Linked DNA regions of Rattus norvegicus: region 2 is linked to region 1. Evidence: chromatin contacts called from public Hi-C data. All regions are on one chromosome and are shown on one strand. The core of a region is the stretch at or near the end of the contact, and the rest is flanking DNA. Distances in the headings are between cores, read along the strand shown. Region 1 holds the start of Kcnma1 (potassium calcium-activated channel subfamily M alpha 1). Region 2 overlaps Kcnma1 (potassium calcium-activated channel subfamily M alpha 1).

The links. Hi-C and Micro-C count contacts between places; a contact is called where the count stands out from the background.
Region 2: a Hi-C map of kidney shows a contact between it and region 1, with 4 times the contacts expected there. The contact joins the enhancer-like site here to the promoter of Kcnma1 in region 1. A contact is called at or near these places in 8 of 12 Hi-C or Micro-C datasets (frontal cortex, hepatocytes, kidney and 3 more) and 1 of 1 datasets of contacts at active chromatin or transcription factors (oligodendrocytes).

What each region holds. Positions count from the first base shown.
Region 1 is chr15:349,943-356,534 of GRCr8, reverse strand. It overlaps Kcnma1 (potassium calcium-activated channel subfamily M alpha 1), which reads right to left and starts at 4,610. Exons shown (of 30, transcript NM_001393699.1): 1 at 4,153-4,610. The coding sequence starts at 4,530. It overlaps LOC103693799 (a long non-coding RNA gene), which reads left to right and starts at 5,660. Exons shown (of 7, transcript XR_010058082.1): 1 at 5,660-5,836.
Region 2 is chr15:554,759-560,571 of GRCr8, reverse strand. The region is part of intron 2 of Kcnma1 (potassium calcium-activated channel subfamily M alpha 1); the gene reads right to left. Among named protein-coding and RNA genes, the nearest start is that of Kcnma1, 210 kb to the right of the region's middle. Within about 2 kb of position 2,186, at least 5 of the 93 cell types and tissues checked have an H3K27ac peak or open chromatin away from gene starts, as enhancers often do.

The sequences.
Region 1 (6,592 bases), core at 3,361-5,860:
CTTTTCTTGCAGAAGACCCAGGTTTGGTTTCCAGTACCTACATGGTGGCTCACAGACATCTAAGTCTCTAGTCCCAAGGGATCCATCCAACCCCTCTTCTGACCTCCACAATCTCCTGCATGTACCTGACGTACATACTCAGGTATGTACTCAGTTACATACACATAAAACAAAATTAAAATTTTTAATAACCAATGAGTACAGGCTATGTGGACAAGGCCAGGTCAGGTCCTCCGTGACTAGGGACTGACAACTTCTCCCCGGCCTCCCTGAGTGATCTGACCATAAAAGAGTATGTGGAGGTCATCAGTGCTGGCAATTGCCAGGACAAGAGGAAACCAGGCACTGAGGCCAATCTGGAATCTAGAGTTCCAGGGTGCTGATGCCGCAGTCCTGATTGATGCACCAGACCAGACCCTGGGTAATTACCAAGCCATAATGGGATCTGATATTTATATTAATCACGAGCTTGTCGGAGAAAATGTGTTGTTTTCTCAGACATAACCATGGAGACAACACCTCAATAATTCACAGCATGCAGAACATCTTTGACCAAGACCAAGGTTCTATAGGGATGATAGCCCTGACTGGGATTATCGGTTAGTCTATGCCTTGTCACATGCAGGTCCTGCAGCAAACCAGAGGCCCATCCACAAGTGACCTATTTCCCCAAATGCTTAAAGAGAAGTAGACCACAGGCTAGCAAATGAATAAAACAAGGGGGGGGGGGAGAAGAAACATAGGTGGTTAGGAGGCAAATTCCAAAGGAATCGGAGCTTAAAAATCTTTCCCCAAATTCTTCTGTCCTTCCATTCTCTTGTGTGCGATCCCAAGACAAAGAAGAGGATTGGAACTTATGGGGTCCAATCCTCAGATTTCCTAGGGGCCAGAGAGGTTAAATGGCTTATGCAGACTGTCTGGGCAGTTCCCCCAGCTCGCTGCAATCTAGGACTAGACTGAACCCCAAAACTCTGTTGCCAAATGACCAACGCACACTGATGTAACTCAGGGTGGTGGAGGGAAGCAATAGCATGAAAAACCTGAGCAAAGAACCGTGCTCAAGTCAGGAATGGGACGGTGAGGTTTGCTGTGCGCCTATTATTCTGTCCACTCTCCCACTATTTGAGACAGGCTTATGGCTACCTAGTCCAAGCTGACTTAAAACAGTCCTCCTGCCTCTGTCCTTGAATACTGGAATACAGGCATGTGCCACCATACCCAGCATAAATATTCCTCCATTACTCCCCTACTTCTCCCCAAAAGCTTACAACTTTTTAAAATAATGATAATAATAATAACAAAGGCATTAGCTCTGTGTTATTTGGAGGCCAAAGGCACAAATGAACAGAGACCCCAACATGTATGTCCACAGTCTTGGGTTCATTTGACAAAAAAAAAAAAAGTCATGGTGCAGACCCGGAGAACAAATGTATAGGATTCCAGACTCCTGGTGAAACACGTCTCCCTGGGAATTTCAGATGCTGAGTAGATACCTTTCCCAGAACTCTGGCTCCTAGTAAGTCACACTAGACCTGGATAAGAGTGGGGTGGGTGAAGAGGCTTGAGGGTGGGTAGAAATTTCTGTGGAATAGCAGCAGAGGTTTGCTTAAAGAGACTGGCAGATACAGCTTTTCTAAACTTGAGCTGAATTCTTTATTCTGTACCGAGTCTTGACAAAACTATGGAATATTTGAAAAGCAAAGAGGGGATTGACTGCAAAACAAACACAGAGCTCAAAGAGTAGAAAGGGAAGCTCTGAAAAATTCTCACTTACCATCATTAGGTAAAGGGAGTTTAGTATACACACAATTTAATTGAACTAATCAAGAGGCAGGTATTAAAAAAAACAGGGCATGATTCTAAAAGAACTCACAGTACCAAAAATAGCTGGATGATACTCTATTTTGGCCTTCAATCTTTCCAAACAACCACAATCATCTTTCATTCCAGGGTGATTTCTGTATTGAAACTCTCAATTGTTCTCACTCTGCTGATTCTGAGGCTAAAGACTCTGTAGACAAATGTGTACAGATCGGTTTATTTTTTAATTATTGTTACACAAAACCTATTTTCTGAGAAAACTGGCAAAAGCTACTCTGGTCATTATTTAGGAGAGAGATTCTTTATGTAAATTCTCTCAGAAACATTTCATGACACGCACTAAACCAGTACAGGGTACCCCCTAGAGTAAAGAGATGATAAACACTCCACTTAAAACCTCAGGATGACAAAAGGTTTCATTATGACCAAATTTGCTCACTTTCTGAAAAGAGAAGGTGGTTTGTTTGTTTTATTAAGCCAACCCAAATCACTTCCATATAGAAAATAATTGAGAAGCATGCAACTAAAGATAGAGGCCAAGTCTCAGTATGGGAGGGAGACGCTCCCAGGACTAGCTGGAGATGCAGTAGAAAGAATGAGTGAATGGGATTCTGTGATCAGGCTACAGTTAAGTCTGATGGAGCAGAAAGTGTCTCTGAGTCTGACTGTAGGAACCTTGCTTAATCTGAGGGCTTCTCTGGAAGGCCAGTGAACTTTCTCCTTGAAAAGGACAGGGTTGGGGGGGGGGGGTGCTTCATTATCAAGAAGCGGGCTCTAAACAAGCCCACCAGTCACCATTGGAGGCTTTCAGAGCAATGCCAAGAGGAAGCAAAGAAGGAAGGGAGGGAGGTTTTACTTTTTCCTCCCTTATTCCAACACACCAGTATTTTCCAAAACACAAATGTGCTGCCACAAAACACAGCTGAGCCCAGCACCTACGGTAATGTATAATTAATGACACAGAGTGCTTCAGTTGCCCTTGGGTTTCATAGTCAGCCTTCCCCTTTAACCTAACTCTTCTCTTTAGCAGCTACAAGATGCCACAAGTTGCTGAACCCTGTAATGCCTGAGGGGGGTCCTGTGATTAACTTTACTAGAGCAGGTGTTGACACCTGGGAACCAGGATGAGTGCCTTGCCCAACCCCCCCCCCCTAGAGATCTCCTCTCTCCAAAAGTGTGGGTGCTGTTAAGTTCTCTTGGATCAGAATTTCTCTAAAAGAAGGCACCCAGTTCAGCTCCCTCTTTTTGTTCCCTGTTCTTTCTTTTATTCATTCTGTAGTTCTCTCTCAAACACTGCCCACCTCCGGACCCCTGTGCCCAGCTAGTGCTAGGTGGTGGGCAGAGACCCCTCTAGGATATGGACACAGCCCAGGAGTAAGCCTAGCAACCATATATCTGAGATGTGAGTCCTAACACGGGTGGGCGACTCTGCCAGGAATAGCTTAAGGCAACTTCCAGCCACATCGAGTGCCAAAGGGGGGCTTCGTGAAGCAGAGTTCCCTTGGACCCTGAGGTGTGCAACCCTGGTGCTACAGATTGGAGCTGCTGGCTGTATTTGCAGGGATCCAAAGTGGGTGGCCTAGGAGAGGAGTGTAGAGGTGGTGAAAGTACTTGGGGCAGGGGAATGTTCCACAAAGAAAACGTAAGTGATGGAGTGGGCGGAAGCATCAGACTTGCAACCATGCCACGTTTAGAAAGTGATTCTCCATAGATTGACCCCATTCCAGGATAACTCTTTTCAACTTTTTATTGATCCCTGTGCCCCCACTTTCTAAAGCCATATTCCTCCCCCAGAATTCCAAAATGCAAAAGATTTTCTCCCTTGCTCTAATGACGTTCCCTTCTTAGGGACCCTATGAACTGATTTCCCCAACAAGCTCCTAAAGTAGGAGCTGATCTGTCCCAGCCAGCCCGCTGTGATGAGCCTGGACGCAGCCAGTGAGTGATGCCCAGCACGCACCCAGGGTCTTTCAGCTTCCTGTGTCCCCCGCAAGGTTCCTTCTCCTCACCCTGCAACAACATGCCCGAAAGACACATGTACCCCCGACCCGGGTCCGGCCGTAGCCACCAATAACCCTACAATAAGTAGAGAAGTAAAGCGGGGGTCTGTGTCCCAGAGCGCACCGGCTGGGGTCAACTCCTCACCCCTGGCGCACAGACCGCTGCCCCAATCCGAGGGCACAGGGAAAGGGGAGGGAAGGGCAGGCGACGGGGACAAGGCTGGTAGGACGGAAGGAGGCAAGACACGGTGCGGAGCTAAGAGGTGGGCTGCAGGGGACGCCGAGAGATGGCTGGGATGGCGCAGGGGCGGGCGCCCGGGGCGCGCGTTACCTTCGTCTTGCCCCCGCAGTGGCAGCAAACGGTCCACAGGTACTTGAGAGTCCGCCAGAGCAAGATGATGAAGAGGCCCCCGAAGAAAGTCACCATGGAGGAGGCCAAGAAAGCCCACCACATGCGTTGGCCCCGGCTGTCGCACGGCACCTCCATGGTCACCGGGATGATGAGCGCATCCATCTTGGGCTCGTGGACCGAGGACGAGGAGGAAGAGGAGGAGGAAGAAGAGGAGGAGGAAGAAGAGGACGCGTCTAGGCTGAGATGGTTCGCGTGGATATTGCTGCTCATTCTAAGACCGCTGCCTCCGCCGCCGCCGCCGCCGCCGCCGCTGCTGCCGCTGCTGCCGCCGCCGCCGCCGCCGCCACCGTTTGCCATAGCTAGCAACGGACGGCCGGCGCAGGGGCTCGAGGGAGCTCCTCCCGCCGCCAGCGCCACCCCGAACACCCATCAACAGCCATGTTGCTGCTACTGCTGCCGCCGCCGCCGCGGAGCGCCGGGAGGGGGGCGGGGAGGCGCCTGGGCTCGGGGCGCTGTGCGCGACCTGGCGGGGTGTGCGGAGATATATACAGCCAAGCGCCGCCGCCCGCCCTCCCCCGGGCTGCCCGCCCGCCCGGGGGGGGAAGGGGATGAGCGCGGGTGGCTCCCACTCCCCGACCCGGGCTCCGATCGCCCCCGGGGCTGCGCGGGGCACCGAGAGCCCAGGGGGCGCCGCGGGCCGTCCGCGCCCGGGGTCTGGGCGGCCCGAAGCTCCGAAAGCGCGATCCCGAGTGCCTTCGGCGCCGCCCGGTCCACTTGGCGTGCGCCACGCGTGTGCGCTGCGCCCCGGCCCGGGGTCCCCCGCCCGTCCCCGCGCAGCTCTCTCGGGTGATGAGAAGACAGCTCGTTAAGATCGGAGAATCCGCGCCCTCCCGCCCGGGCGTGCCCGCGCCACCCTTCCTCCCCCAGACTGCGCTCCGCTCCTGGATCGCCGCCTCCTGAGCTCGCGGGGCCGCGGTAAATTGGCTGCGGCTGTCTGCCCTGCCTCCGCGGCCAGCTAGCGGATGCCCTGCCGGACCCCTTCGGACCGGGTCTTCGCGACCCCGAGCCTCCTCGGCCTCTGCTCGCTTCTTCCTCCTCGCCTCCTCGGGCTCTTCCTCGTCCCCGTTCTCGCAGCCGGAGCCTCTTCGGCGCGCGCCCCGCGCTCCCCGCAGCCGCCAACAGTGGCAGCTGCAGCAACTGGAGCAGGCGCGGGCTCAAGCCGCCCGAAGCGAGAGGGGAGGAGGCTTACCAGGCTGGCCACGGCTTGGGGCTGAGTAGGGGCCGCAGGTCTTTTGGAAGTGGTCGGGCATGCGGCCCCCCACCACTCAGGACACAGAGTATAGCGCCCCCAGCCCAGATGCAGGATTTAGCAGGTGTTGCGCCCCCTTAAGCTCAGCGGGGTACCAGAAGGGAAAGCCACCAGGTGCCTGAGGAACCCCTAATGGGGAGGGGAGGAGTGGTTGGCTGTCGGCTCCATTCAATGGGCTTATTATTGCCCCTAGATCCTCAGGCTTGGAGACTAAGGAAGACCCTAGTGAGCACAGTACGCGTGCTGACTGATAGTTCATTCACACTTTCGTTTCCTAGGTGCCACAGCGTGCGTTGCTGATGAACAGGGGCATCTGAAAGTCTGTTGGTAGTCTATGACCTCTGACAGCTGCAGGTGGGTTTGTTGTTTGTTCTTTGTTATTTCCTTATCAAGCAACCTGATAGTAGGCAAAGAAGACAGCAGCCTGACTGTTGGTGTGGAACAAACTTGGGTAGACAACGGGTTTCTTAAAGGGTCTCTTCCTTGTCCTTTAGAGTCATGTGAGGAGAGCAACTGAATGGTGGGTATTCTGCATTCAGGCTTGCCTTTCTACATTTCTGGTTTCCCCATTCGTTTCTCCCCTTTAAAGGGAAGGAGTCCGGGTTTGTTGAGCAGCCCCTGTCCCCCCCACCCAACCCCCAGTCACACAGAAACTTTCTCACTCTGGCCACTTCTCCAGGCTGGCAGCTGTACCACAACTTTTTCCTGTGCTAATTAAAACCAAGACAATCACTCTCCCCTCATTGCCCTCAGTGATTTCCCCAAACTTTCCAGCTCATTAGTTATAGCCTAATTGGAATTCTCAGGTTCCTTTCAAGACTCCTCATATGGTAAACTGGCCCAAGTGAGGCTCCTTACCTGAACAAGCTGTCACTACCTAAATCATTGGTCAGCCAAGAAGGGCCAAAGGAGGCCAAACCTGGCAGACACCGAAAATAATGAGTCTCAAATCGGTTGGTATATTCCTTGGGCTCAGTAAACATATCTACTAGAAAAGAATTAAGGCCAAAATCACCCCCCCCCAAAAAAAAAAAAACAGTATATAACAGAAGGCCAGCAAAAAGGCTCAACTGTTAAAGTTACTTGCCTCCAAACCTGACCACCTGAACC
Region 2 (5,813 bases), core at 937-3,436, 210 kb before region 1:
TGTAAGCCATAGGAAGACGTTTAGATGTAAGACCACTCACTAATCTGTGTGGAAGGGGAGGAAGGAACTTCCCAGATCTATTCACATCCTCTCAGTGGGACCAACAGCTAAGAAAAAGACTAATGTGCACCCTTCCCAATGCTGAACACAAGGTCAAGTGCCTTATAGGTTTAAGAAAGGCAAGTTCATGCTAGCCTTTCTGTTGTAAGTAGGTGGATGTGGGAGCCCAGAGCTTGGAGAGCCTGCAAAGGAACAGACTGCTCATAAATGCTGGACACTCACCATTTTACCCATGGAAACTCTGAGGTCCTGATTGTTCAATGTCACCTAAGAAGGTTACAGCACACGGCTCTCTGTTCACCATTAATTTCATCTTTGGACAAAAGAGATCTGGTTTTGTATGTGGGTTTGAGCAAGCAGGGAAATAGGCTTTAGTGGAGGAAAGAGGACAGACTCAAATGTCATTTCTCAGGCACACTTTGTTTTCTGTTTTGTTTCAGATGGAGTCTCCCTCTCAGTGGCCCCTCTGCCTCCCCAGTACCGGGCTTTTTTATGTTAGTCCCAGAGCTTAAACCCGGGTCACTGTGGTTATGAGGCAAGCTTCTCCAGAACATTGATCTAAACTTTCTGGAAAACTCTGAGGTGGCTAAGAAATTAAGTTACCCAGATCCTGACTTAGAGGGAAGACAGAAAATTACAGTAGCTTCTCTAACAGCTACGAAAGCAACAACTTTCCTTCTGCCAACTGTCCTTGAGGCAGAGACAGAAACACAGATAGGTAGTTCTCTGAGTATCCAGTCCATAAAACCAGTTCAGCATAGACTCTGCAATAAATCCATCACATCCAGACCTTTCTCCAAAAGCCAGAAGGATGGTCAGGACTGCTCTCTGACCATCTACGTGCAGAGACAGGCAGATCTCTGAGCTCAATAGCCATCAATTCTAGCCTACTTGATGAACTCTGGGCTCCTGAGAGGGAGACTCCATCTCAAACAAAACAAAGTTTACAGGCCAACAGATCTAGCAGGGTTTGGTGACAGACAGAAACCAGGCAACTATTACCTTTTGAAATCCCCACTTTCTGTGATCTGGCCTGTTTTGTAGCATTATTGCTATAGCAGCAGGCAACTATGTGGATTGTTTTTTCTACTCCCCAGTGAGCTCTTCCTCCCTACCTTCCTTAGGAGAGTTGCTCTAGCCACAGTCACAAAAAAAGGTGGGGTGGGAGACATTAAACAGGGAAAAACTGGCAGAGGCAATGGCTACAGCAAGAGTTTGTTGACCCTCTCTGTTACTCTACTGGATCCTGGGCTTCCAGGCCTGTGGAAGAGACAGTGTGCCTAGTTCATTTACTTTCTGGATTAACCCATTTCTTGCAAACAAGAAAGGCCTGATGGTCTGCTTGCCTAGGGTGGAGGCACATAGATGTAAGGAAACTTGGAAGCCTCAGGTTAAATAAAAACCCATGTCCTCTCAGGCTCACACAGTAACCCAAGTTATCACTGAGAGTTCTCTGGCTTCTCCTACCCCAGGCTGTCCATACCAGTACATGGCCAATTTCATTAACTAAAATTAACTAGATGGGCAAAACGAGAACCCTGATGCATAAGAGGCTTGGGTGCATTTAATTAAGTTTATGAGTGTTCTGATTCCTTAAGACAGACAGGCAAGAAGCAACTGGCAACCCTTCCTTCTCTCTCTACCCAAAGTAGAAAGAACAATTCTTATTTTTTAAAAAAAATAAAGTTTTGAGAACCAAATGGTGGCTTTTGGGTGGTGTCATTTCCCTAAAATTGTCTTTTCTGGAAGATGCCTTTTTCTGGAACCTGACTCTCTAAATGGGGCTTCTAGTCCTCCAGATTGGAGTGTTTAGGGCCCACAGGCACGAGTCCGTCTGCCTCCTCCTAAACATAGCCTCGCAAACTAAACTCGGAAGTGTCAGCTTGCATGTGGTCCCTAGTGTGAGCGACTTCACCACCATCACCGTCTCTATTTTTGAGTCTCTCTACTAAAATTCCTCGCAGCTGGAATGGAGGTTCTAAGGACAGTCACAGCCCACTAAGACATTTTCTTTTTCTCACAAATAGCCACATGTAAACCTCTAAGGGTTTGGGAAGCAAGGTGGGAAAACACTGCAAGCCCTGACTGAAAAGCTCCGAATCGCTCGTTCTATTCTAAGCCTCCAGGGGGCACCAGCCCTTACTGGTCCAGAAAGAAGGAAAAGAGGCATAAGGGCAGTAAAGCAGAAGGCCGGCTGATGTTAGTCATAAAATCATATTTATTTGGCCCTTGGGATCCAGCAGCAGGGACTCACGGAATCTGAGACTGGAATTAGAAACACTGAGGTCCCAGGTCTGCTCGAGGGACTAGCCACAGCCTCCAAGCCAATCCAACCATCCTGTTTTTCAGTTTGCACCTTTTATATTGTACAGAGTTTTCTAGTCTGTAAGAAACAACAGGTGTCTGGTGCCTTGAATGGTGGCTAATTTCTAATAGTTGTGCAGGATGCTTGAAAGAGCCCAGGGGACATGTCTCACATGTATGGTTATACACGTCCATGTACATACTATGTTCACCCACATCTTTTCAATGGCTATGTGGCCACCAAAATAGCTGTCACACATACCTCACATATGGTGTTGACAAGCCCACTGAAGTCAGCCACGTACCCTGTCACACTCACTCTATCTCCAGGGAAGACTGGGCGTGGAGAATGTATTTGATCCTCTTTCCATGAGACTAATCTGTTATCCTGCCAAAGGTTTTCCTGTGACACACTTGCCCACAATGACAGCTCTAGGGAGCCGAATACAACCCCGCCTCTGGCCCTTGTACAACTCAGGAAGGCAGTATATGAAGTGAGAATTTTCTGGCCAGTTTGACAATGATGAGTCAGGCTGGCATGAGCCAGTCCAGTCTCAGAAAGGCCAGACCCTGGATGGACCTGAATGGAGGGTGTGCACAGAACAAACATTGACTGACTAGACCCACATTATACCCACACTAGGGATGACTAGCTAGACCCAGAATCATCCAGCAGCCTTGTTTAGTGCTTCTTGGTCCTCTGAGAAAATATTAGGTTCAGAGAGGTTTCAAGTTTGCCCCCCTTCTCTTCCTCTCTCACCCCAGGAAAGGATTTGTTCTTCCCTCTGCCTTTGCTGTTCTCTGTGACAGCCTACTATAACATGATGCCTGGGCTGACAGGTAACACAAACCATAGGAGCCACACAAGATGCATTTTTTTCTGACATGTATTCAATCAATGACTTATCGCCACAACAGGAAGACCCAGAGTCTGACATTCTCCCCACCAGCAAGATGAGGAAATTGTGGCTTCAAAAGATGAAGCTACTGGCCCAGAATGAAAGCCCTGAGGAGAGGCTAGACAGGGATAGCAGTCTGGTTGCAGCTTCAGCCACAATCCACACAGAGGCCCTCTGTATTCCAAGGACCACACTACAGCAGCTCCTTGCCAGGAATACAGAATATTTGTTGTTACAAAGTGTTCCGTATCACCTCCTGGTATGCTCTGGCAAGTGAGTAGAGAAGCTGAAAAGTGGACAGACACCAGTCAGATTCCTACTTGAAGGGCAGAACGCCTAGCTTGCAACCCAACAGAGGCTAAGTAGGGTGGGAAGCAACATTCCGTTAGAATGTATGGTAACAATAAACACGTGGGGACTAGTTCCAGAGAGCTGGACAGGCAAGTGGTTGAGTTAAAGACAAGTAAGTACTACTCCTACCCAGCCACCATTCTCTTGGATGTCCAAAAGTAGAGGAGTTACTGTACCAGAACAATGTCTGGGGGGCCAGCATGAAACTCTCAGGTCATAAGGATCTTCCTTTCTCCAGAACTGTCTGATTTCTAAGTCTGTCCTTCTTTTTCCCATATGCTCTGGGGAGACCAGAGGAGCCAACCTGCTGGCTAGTAAAATTAGCAGCTGGGCTTTTTACAGGGCACACTGGATAGCTGGGTACACTGAGTGCTAGTTTTCATGCCAGCAGCCAGTGCAGGCTGAGGTGCCTGCCCTACAGACCTGCATCAGGAGAGCCCTCACATAAGGAGTCAGGGAGAGGGAAGGACGGTACTGTGGAGGTCTGGTGAAGGGCCTCAGGTAGCAGACTGCAGGAGGGTGGTCATGTGAGAAGGTGCAAGGGGTGACTTCGCTATGGTGATCTCAGAAACAGACTGTGTCCAGGCCCTAGGCTGAACCTACTAAAAGAACAAACAACGAACTTGCTAGCAGCCTGGGACCACTCACCCCCATCTCTTCCTACTCTACTTAAGACTGACTTGAGCTTACAGGAGTAATATAGGCACATTGTTCAGAGACTGCAGAAATGTTATATCCTGTCTATTACCTTGTGCACTGGGCAAATTCTTTGGAAAGAATTTCACCAGTTTCGAAGGGGGCGACAAACTTTTTCACCATGCGGTCAAACAGTAACTGGTTTTAGTCTGGTGAGTGTTTGGGACTCCGTGGATGTTTCTCACGTCTTCACAGGATTGTGTTACAAAAGCAGCCACAGACATGAGGTAAATGAACTTGCATGGCTTTATAAGAATTAAATTTTGAGGACAATGGAACTTGAATTTTGTATACTTTTTACCTGTTGCAAAATACCTTTTAGATTTTTCTAAAGCAATTTGAAAATGTGAAAAACTAACTTTTGCTCCTAAGCCATACAAACTGAGCAGTGAGCCACTCTGGCCCATGTGCTATAACCATGTGGTTGGGTAGTTTCAGCAGTGTCACCCCTGTGACATGGGAGAAGGGCCCAGCAGGGAGATAAGAACAGAAGCTGCTGGGGCCAGTGAAACGGTTCCATAGGTAAACGGGCTTGCCACCAAGTCTGACCACCCATGATCAATCCCAGGGACCTAAATGGTAACAGAAAGTAGAAAGCTAACTCTAAAGGTTTCTTCTGACTTTAATGTGTGGCATGCCCTGCCCCCAGGATATTATAAGTGAATGGATATAGCTTTTCAATTTAAAAAATAAAAAAATGGGCTAGAAGTTTATGAGGAAATGGAATCATTTTATTCTGCTCCAAATGCCTCTGCGGGCATCTATAGGCTGATATGCATGGGCAATCTCCCAGATCAGATAGGAAATGAAGTCTGTTCAAGTTCCCAGAGAATCGTTTTTAATCCCAAAGCATCTCTTGCACTCAATTCCACTTAATTAAAGCAATGAGGATTCGGCTTGGCCAATTGTTGGTAGTTACGTCAGAAGACAACTGTGAACATCTCCAGCAACAGGCAGCTCGCTCCCTATGGTGGGAGCCTGCTCAGTGCAACCGCTCCTGTGACGTAATCTTCCATCCGAATAAATGGTACTAGGTCACAAGTAACAAGTGCCATAACTTTGGTGCCTCTTCCATCAATGTCAAAACAGTTACTTAATCATATAAAAATGCAATATATCATCTCTGATTTCTTGACTGATACCAACGTACAAACACAGGATAAAATAGGTATAATTTAAGTGCTAGCAGTGAATTACTAAGGGGGTCATTTGACCCAAAGCCCTCCCCCCTTAAGGGTGTTCATGCCAATAAAACCTGTTGGCTTTCAACAGGACAGAAAAGAAGCAGTAACACATCACTACCCATAATGCAACCCCAAAACACCCCTATTCTTTCTGCCCTATAAAGTAACAGTTGATGCTGTGACAATTTTATGTAGCTTTGCCAAAAATATGAAAGGATAAAGGATCGATGTGGGGAAGGGAGGAGAAAATGGACATGTATACTGTGTGCAAATCTGCCACCAAGCTCCACTGACAAAGGAGAGGATACACACAAGAAGC